2 separate regions of the Sus scrofa genome follow, and region 2 is linked to region 1. The links are chromatin contacts, called in public HiChIP or PLAC-seq maps. All regions are on one chromosome and are shown on one strand. The core of a region is the stretch at or near the end of the contact, and the rest is flanking DNA. Distances in the headings are between cores, read along the strand shown.

Region 1 (4,131 bases), core at 795-3,294:
ACGAAGTCCTGATCCAGATCACCCCCAGGCCTGACGGAACTCTTCCTTCACCCCATCCACTGAGCCATACCTTCCTAAGCACCTGCTCCTTGGCACTCCGCCCTGTGCCCCCGGCCAGGTCCCGGTATCGGTCAGACGCCTGGAGCCGGGCTTGGCCCCCAGCCATGGTGGCATCCAGCAGGCAGCGCCAGGCACCAAACACCATCCTGCCTCTCCCCAGAGAAGGTCTGTGTTGAGGAGGGGAGCACTCCAAAGCTTCACGAGACACCCCCCCCCCATCATGGGAGAGAGACTGCTTGCCCCTCCCCCTCGTCTGCGAGCCCATCAATCGATCCGCCCATTAGCTCAGCCACAGGATCCCTCCTGCCCTCCACCCCCACCTACACTGTCCTTGCTCGGTCAGCTGCTCTCCCGCTGCTGTGTCAGCTCTACCTGCAGCTTCTGTGCCCTCCCCATAGGTTCCTGGGGTTGAGCTCCTCACCCGGTCTTGGCCCCCTGGCCTCCCCGCCCACGACCACACCATGGGACCCACCTGCTGTCCATCTCCCCACTCCGGTGTCCTTCCCTCTTGAGGTATGGCCCAGCCAGTTTCTGGAGTGCCTGGTGGGCAAGTCAGGACAGACCCAGTTCCCTTTCAAAGACTCTCCCCAACAGGGAGAATACAGGATCAGAACACAATGCCACTCACTGTGCTAAGGGCTTTTCACGCATTAACTTACTCCATCCTTACAGCAACCCTGCATGAAGGTACGATTAGGATTATTCCCATTTTACAGAGAAAGAAATTGAGGCCAAGAAAGGTTAAGTCACTTGTCCAAGGTCACACAGCTGAGAAGTAGCACAATAGGAATTTGACACCCATCTTCCTGACCCTAGGCGTTAGCTTTTGACCAGAAGAGGGGTATGTGTGGAGATGCAGGTGGTGCGGGGGAGGCTAGAACCCAGGGGAGGAAGGTCCAGAGAAAGGAGTCCCATACCTGCCCATACTCCCGTTCAATGGCTGCCCTCTGCTTGCTGTAGGATCTGTGGAGATTAGCAGAGGGAGGGGGGTGGTGTTACTGTTTCAGTCCTTATCTCCCACCCTGGAGCCTCTCCTCGGCCTGGGCAGTCGGGAGAGGGGAGCCAGGCCTGGAGTGTGACCACACCAGGAGGGCCTGAGACGGAAGAGAGAAAGTCCTTGAGTTCACCTCGGGCAGCCGCAGCCAGGACAACCTCACCTCACTGCTCAGAGCCTCGCTGGATCCTCCCCACCCGCGGGGAACCATCCGTGGGCTTGGAGGTAAGGCCTGGCAGGGGCCTGGGAACAGTGTCCGCCAGCCTTCCAACAGGTCTGGAAGAGGGAGGAGGGATTCTGCCCTAAGCTTGATTTGGGGGGCTGGGAAGAGGAGTGTGGCGTCAAGGGGCTTGAGGGTGGGTCCCCCGTGCGTTTATGTGTGTTGGGGTGGACCTGGAAGGATGATTCCTATCCAGAATCTGGAGAGGCGGGCCTAGGGTGAAGGCCGTAAATGGGCAGGTTGGAGAGCTTTTCACCCCAGCCCGCCCGGATAGCTGTGGTGCGTTGAAGAGGCGGAGCTTAAGACAGATAAAGTCGGGGTGTGGAGAGGGGGTTGGGGCTACCTGATGTCCTCCAGCAGATCCGCCTCCCTCTGCTGCCGGGTCTGCAGGATGCTCAGCTGCTCCAGGAAGCGAAGCTTCACCTCCTGGGCGGGCTTCACCTGTGGGAGTAAAAAGAGGATGAAGACCCCAGGCGCGGAGACCTGAAAAACACCGCGCGCGGGGAGCGGTGAGGGGGCGGGGCCAGGGAGGAGCTGGGCTCTTTCCTCGGTTACTTCGGGACTGGCCCCTGACCCCTTCCCACGCCTCGTCCCCCACCGCGGGCCTAGTGCCCCCTTGGTCCCCACCATTCCCCCAGCCTGCCAGGAGTCCCCGTTGCCAGGCCAAGCTTACTTTTCGGGGCGGCGGCTGCATCTCCGCTCCGGCCCAGGCAGCGACTCGACTCCGGAACTCGAGGAAGCCCCGCCTACATATAAGCCCCGCCCCGGGCCCGGCGCGGCCCCGCCCTCGTCCCGCCCCCGTCTGATCCGGCTTCTCGCAGGTCTGCGAAGCGCTAGGGGGCCGCAGAGGAACTGAATCTCTGCTAGGCTGCGACTACCCCGGAAAGGGTCCGCGCTGCCGGGTGGACGCCGCGTCAGCTCGGCAGTGGGGTGAACCCCAGGTTTCTGTGTCAAGACGCCTGGGTTCTATTTCTAGTGGAGCTGTTGACTCAGCCCGTAATTATTTCTAATCACTTATTTACATATGCAGATCACCAATCCCCGGCGCGAAGGAGGAAGGATGGCGTGGAACTCAACCTGTGACCAGGGAAACTGAATCACTGGATGCCTGAGCGAAGATGCGTCCGATGTGGGAAACTGGGCTGGTCCCAGACGTTTTCCCAATTCCCACCAAACTGGAAAAGCCAGCGCGAGCAAGGGTGAGAAACATGCCTGGAACCAGAAGGAATCAGTACCAGAGGAAAAGACAGGTACATCCCAGGCCAACAGAAATGAAACAATGAGTGGGCGTGAACTCGGAGTTGAGACGGGGGACTTGCGGCCCCTAAAGCCCCTGTCACCTTTAGGGTCTGCTCTGGAGTTTCTGCACCCAGGACCTGCACACCCAGCCCTGTTTTCTGAGGATCGGTGCCCCGTTTGCTCACTCCTCACCTGTCCATGGCCTGCGCCTCCTCCCCACACCCTGGAGTTGTAAAAGGCTGCTCTCTATGGCCCCAAACTCCAGAAGCGCATTTCCAGCAGCTCGCTGACACTTCCACTTGTATATCTAAACAGGTACCTCAAACTTTTATTTATCTGTTTATTTATTTTTGGTCTTTTTGTCTTTTCTAGGGCCGCACCTGTGGCATCTGGAGGTTCTCAGGCTAGGGGTCTAATCGGAGCTGTAGCCACCCGCCTATGCCAGAGCGACAGCAATGTGGGGTCTGAGATGCGTCTACAACCCACACCACAGCTCATGGCAACGCTGGATCCTTAACCCACTGAGCAAAGCCAGGGATCGAACCTGCAACCTCATGGTTCCTAGTCGGATTCATTAACCACTGAGCCACGACGGGAACTCCCAGGTACCTCAAACTTTTAAAAATGACTCCCTCAACCCGATCCTTCCTATCACCTCCCCCCGTCACACACTAAATGACACCCACTCTCCATCCAGCTAGGAAGGTGGGAAATCCAGATTCAGGGTGCCCTTCCTCCTACCCCCACATCCCACCCATCAGCAAGCCCTATAGATTCTATTTCTAAAAAATGTCTTTTTTTTTTTTTTTTTTTTGTCTTTTTGCCATTTCTTGGGCTGCTCCCAGGCTAGGGATCTAATCGGAACTGCAGCTGCCAGCCTACGCCAGAGCCACAGCAACGCAGGATCCAAGCCGCGTCTGCAACCTACACCACAGCTCACGGCAACGCCGGATTGTTAACCCACTGAGCAAGGGCAGGGACCGAACCCGTAACCTCATGGTTCCTAGTCGGATTTGTTAACCACTGCGCCACGATGGGAACTCCAAAAATGTCTGCTATTGATCAACTTCTCTCAATTTCCAGACTTACCAACCTGGTCCAGCCCCCCCATCATCAGTTTCCTGGTCTGAAATCTGGTCTTCTTGCTTCCATTCTCCCCCCTACAACTCACGGTTCAGGGAAGAGCCAGTGATCACTCTTTTTAAGAAAGGAAATAAGATGTCATCAGTCTCCTCCTTAAAACTCAATTGCTTGTAACATGGCCTCCAAGCCAGGTATCATTGGGCCCCCGAGATCGTTCCCCTTCAGCTCCCCCACCCCCGACCCTGCTCCAGCCTCTCCAGCCTCCTGCTCTTCCCCCAGTAGGCCAGGGCCCTTCCCACGCCTCCCGCCTTCCCTTCCTTCTGCCAGCACGCCACAGGCCTGTGCCTGGCTTCTCATCCTTAGGTTTCAGCTCTTCGTAGAGGCCTTACCCTCCACCCGGCCTACACGCCACCTCCACAAGCATGTCACTTTGGTTTAGTCTCTTCGCAGCCCTGACTTAATGTGTGTTCTCCGTTGACAGTGGAAGCTCCATGAAAGCAAGGACCCCAGCTCTTCCGTTCACACTGTACCCCCG
Region 2 (4,131 bases), core at 750-3,249, 230 kb after region 1:
TTTGATTTTCTTTTTAAGACAAACTCCTCCAGGAGTTCCCATTGTGGCTCAGTGGTTAACGAATCCGACTAGGAACCATGAGGTTTCAGGTTCGATCCCTGGCCTTGCTCGGTGGGTTAAGGATCTGGCGTTGCCGTGAGTTGTGGTGTAGGTTGCAGACACCGCTTGGATCCCTAGTTGCTGTGGCTCTGGTGTAGGCTGGTGGCTACAGCCCTGATTAGACCCCTAGTCTGGGAACCTCCATATGCTGTGGGTGTGGCCCTGAAAAGACCAAAAAAAAAAAAAAAAAGACAACCCCCCCAAGCTGTACAAAGTGTTTGCATTTTTTAATAATACACATTCCCACTAACAAAAAGCCAAAAGAACTGGTATCAGTGCTGAGGCAGTGACTCAGCCTTCTCAGTGATGAAGGTCAGGTCCCTGGTTAGAAGGGACAGGGTGCAAATGAGGGCATGACCCTCTCCAAACCATCCCCCCACAGCAGCCGATAGGCTTTCAGGATCCTTCTGGCCTGATCATGCCCCCTCATTCCTTCTGGTATGTTTCACGTCTTCAGGACAGGGTCCAGACACGGGGTGGCGCCATATAAGATTTTATGATCCTGCCCCATTAGCTCTCTAGAGTAAAGGGCTGCAATCCTATGTCACCCCCTCCACTGTCCCCTGCCCTAGCTATAGCCTTGCTGACCCTTTTTTTTTTTTTTTTTTTGGCCACATCCACAGTATATGGAAGTTCCCAGGCCAGGGATTGAATCCGAGCTTCCGCTGCAACCTACACTACAGCTCCGGCAACACTGGGTCCTTTAACCCATTGCACTGGGCTGGAAATCAAACTCATGCCTCCACAGAGACAATGCCAGATCTTTAAGCCCCTGTGCCATAGGGGGAACTCCCCATACTGATCTTAGATTTTGCTTTCTTTGCCTCCCTGGCTCTTTCACCAGCTGTTTCCCCTGCCCGAAGTGTATTTTCCCTTCCCAGGTCTCATCACTCAGGTTCATCAGTTAGCAGTCGCCGCTTCCAGGCAGTCTTCCTGACTTCCACATCTAGGTTATGAGCCTCCTCTGGGTGTTCCTATAGCACCCCATACTTTAAATCACACCCCCCCCAGTATTGGTGCCCTTGTGTCTTTCCCCACGACACTGAGTCTGAGATGACCCTGGGAATTGCTCTACCTGACAGAGTGCGGGAGAAGTGACATGCTGTGGGTTCCAGGCCTAGGCCTGAAGAAGCCTGGCCGTTTCCACTTTTGAACTTTTAAAAGCTCTGCGCCACTGTTTAAGAAGTCCACCTATCCAGCTGGAAGGGCCCTGGGACAACATGGAGAAAGAAAGAGGCCTGGTCAAGGTTTCATATGACTCCAGCTGCCACCTCATGACAAACCACAAGTGAGACCGGCACAGGTACCCAGCTGAGCCTGGTCAATTCACAGAATTGTGACGTCATAACAAAATGCTTGTTTTAAGCCACAAAATTTGGAATGTTTGGTACGCTTCGATATATAACTGAAGGATCATTCTGGATTTTAATTGTCCACTGAGGGTGGCTGCTCTGCTAGACAATCTTCTTCATGAAGGCAGGGACCACGTCCATGTTTTGTATCATGTAAAAAAAATTGCTCTATACTCAGGACATTCTCCAGCACCGAATAAGCTCTTATAGATGTGATGAATGCAAATTAAGAAGGTCTCAAAACGAAGGCAACAACAAATGTCTAGAAACACTCTCTAGTACACGATGGCGTCAACAAAAGGTGATTAACTGGGCGTCTGGGCACTAAGTTCCGATGTAAGTTAGCCAGCGTGCCTTTGTAGAGGGATTTAGTCCGATGGACGTTGGGCTGAAAGCCAGCAACACAGAGCAACCTTGGGAGCAGAAGAGAATGGCTAATGGTTCAGGCCTGGAAATTCAGGCCAAGTGAAAGGCAAGGCAACAAAGTTGTCATCTCTCTGGTGGCACTGAACAGGTCATCGAGGGTGCAGGGAGGACTCCAGCGGCCCTCGTGAAACGCCCTCACTCCAGTGCTCCGTTAGCGTTCAAAAGGCTTCGAGGGAAAAGAGACATCGGAATATGCCATCTTCCATTTAAGAATAGACATTGTCTTCAAAATTTTTCAACTCACTTTAAACACTGGCGGGCCCTCAGTATGCGTGGAATGAATACATTTCCACGCAAATCAATACATCCCACGACTGAGGTCGGGTGTCTTGTCCACAATAATCATCAGCACAAAGGCATCTGTCCAGCCGAGCCAACGGGTGTTGCCTGAACCTCTACGGTGGGGGCTGACGGTGTCCAGCCTCGTGCGGGATGCCAAGTGGGAAACCGCCATCCCTGCCCTCAGGGAGACCTGGGAGATGAGAGTCACCCAAATGAGATGATTAAGTAACAGGACATGTCATCACTGCCCAACTGTGTGCTAAGCAATCAGGTGCTACAGGAACAGGGCAAAGTGGAGAGCAAACAACTGGAGAGGCATTGCGGAGAAACTGGGTGTGGCCAAGCCTTGAGAAATGACATCGCCTGCAGACAGGCGACATGAGGGAGGGCGCAGAAGTGCTACCAAGAAGAGAGTCGAACCAGCATGTGTGTTATTGGATTCTGAGGCAGTCACACAAGGAGTGTGAGAGGTGGCTGCCCCAAATCCCCAAACAAGAGTATTTCTGAAGTTTCCCAGTATTCACACTTCCGGTCCTTTATTTATTCAGTTTCTTCTGCTGGCAGTTCACAACCCTAGTGACCTCTTGCTCATATTTAAAGGTTCAGCTCAAATGCGGGTGCTTTTATGAACGCTTCCGTGGTGTCCCTTCACCCAGTGCTCACGCTTCTCTTGGAACCTATCTATGCCCTTTGCCTACGCAGCTCCTTCACCACTGCAATTAATAGCAAATTACATTTATTAGGCTCTTACTGTGTGCCAGAAACCATGCTAAACATTTTAAATGTGTTCTTTAAGCCTCATAATTGCACGAGATGTTATTTCTCCTGTTTTATACATGAAGAACCTGAGGCTTTAAAAAGGTTAGGTGTCCCAAAATACCAAACGAGAAAGTAAGAAAGCTGGGCTTCAAACCATTTGTGGAACTCTGGAGGCCACTCTTAGGACACTGGACCACAAATGCTCTTTGCTCATCAGTCTTCTCAGGATTCCAGGATGGTGGCTGACATATGGCTCAAAATTGTTGGATCAAATCATTACACCTGTCATACATATGCCTGGGCCTAAACCTAGGTACCCCAGATAGACGTCCACCAACGTGGAAGTCACATACCCAGGAGAAAGTGTAAGCTTACTTTGAATTTGAGCTCCTTTATTTCATGGACTCAAGTGTGGTGAGAGGTCCCATTCTTTGCTCAACAAAAGGACACACAGATAACACCGGCTGGGTCTAAAGGTGAGAGCTCTGATTAACACGCGGGGGGGGGTGTGTGTGTGTGTGGAGGGGGCCAGTCTCCTCGTAGGTATTTTGAAAGCGGCCATTCAAGCTGTTCTTGTCCAACCAGGAAGGACCAGTGAGATCACTCCATCTGACCCTGTTATGGGACAGACTGAGGCCCAGACAGCAGAAGGGCTCAGCGGGGGCTCCGTGGTGAGCCGCAGCTGGAGCCCCCAAGTCCGAACCCCGCCCGCAGTTTTTCCTCGCCTATCCAGTCGGGCCTGGGGCTGCATCCCCAGGCCGACTGCCTCGGGCGGAAAGCTCGGACCACCGGCTTCCTCCGTCGGTCCCTGACGCTCCTCTCCTCCAGCCACTGGCCTGGTGTCTCCCACCTCCTCTAGCCTCAGGGCCCGGGGAAGATGCTCCCCCTCTCGTCTCTACGGCGTCTGCAACGCCCTCCCGCATCTCCGCGGCCGCTCCCGCCCCACTTCTCAGTGGTTCTGCTTCTGAGGCTGTTCAGCTTCGCCACTTGCGACCCACCCCCCCCGCCTCGGCGCGACCCCCTCGTCCCTGTGCGGGCAGCACAGGCCACCGCTTCCACGGGAGACGGGACCCACACCCCCGTGACCTTGTCACAGTTCACCTCCCCGCGAGCCCGAGCCACGCCCACACCCCCACTTCCTTTCGCGGGGCTCGGCTCTTCCGGCCGCGCTGCCTTCTAATTGGCTGGCGGCGAGCTTCCTCGGGGACTCGGC

Evidence for each region. HiChIP or PLAC-seq counts read pairs in DNA pulled down with a chosen protein or histone mark.
Region 2: a contact with region 1 is called in an H3K27ac HiChIP or PLAC-seq map of alveolar macrophages. The contact joins the promoter of KIAA0141 here to the promoter of FCHSD1 in region 1. A contact is called at or near these places in 1 of 5 promoter capture datasets (fetal skeletal muscle) and 1 of 2 datasets of contacts at active chromatin or transcription factors (alveolar macrophages).

Annotation. Positions count from the first base shown.
Region 1 is chr2:143,299,877-143,304,007 of Sscrofa11.1, forward strand. FCHSD1 (F-BAR and double SH3 domains protein 1) reads right to left here and starts at 2,045. Exons shown (of 20, transcript XM_005661768.3): 1 at 1,948-2,045; 2 at 1,618-1,715; 3 at 978-1,023; 4 at 533-600; 5 at 71-206. The coding sequence starts at 1,968. LOC106509593 (a long non-coding RNA gene) reads left to right here and starts at 2,141. Exons shown (of 2, transcript XR_002341950.1): 1 at 2,141-2,828; 2 at 3,359-4,131.
Region 2 is chr2:143,525,866-143,529,996 of Sscrofa11.1, forward strand. KIAA0141 (death ligand signal enhancer) reads left to right here and starts at 2,000. Exons shown (of 12, transcript XM_021084941.1): 1 at 2,000-4,131.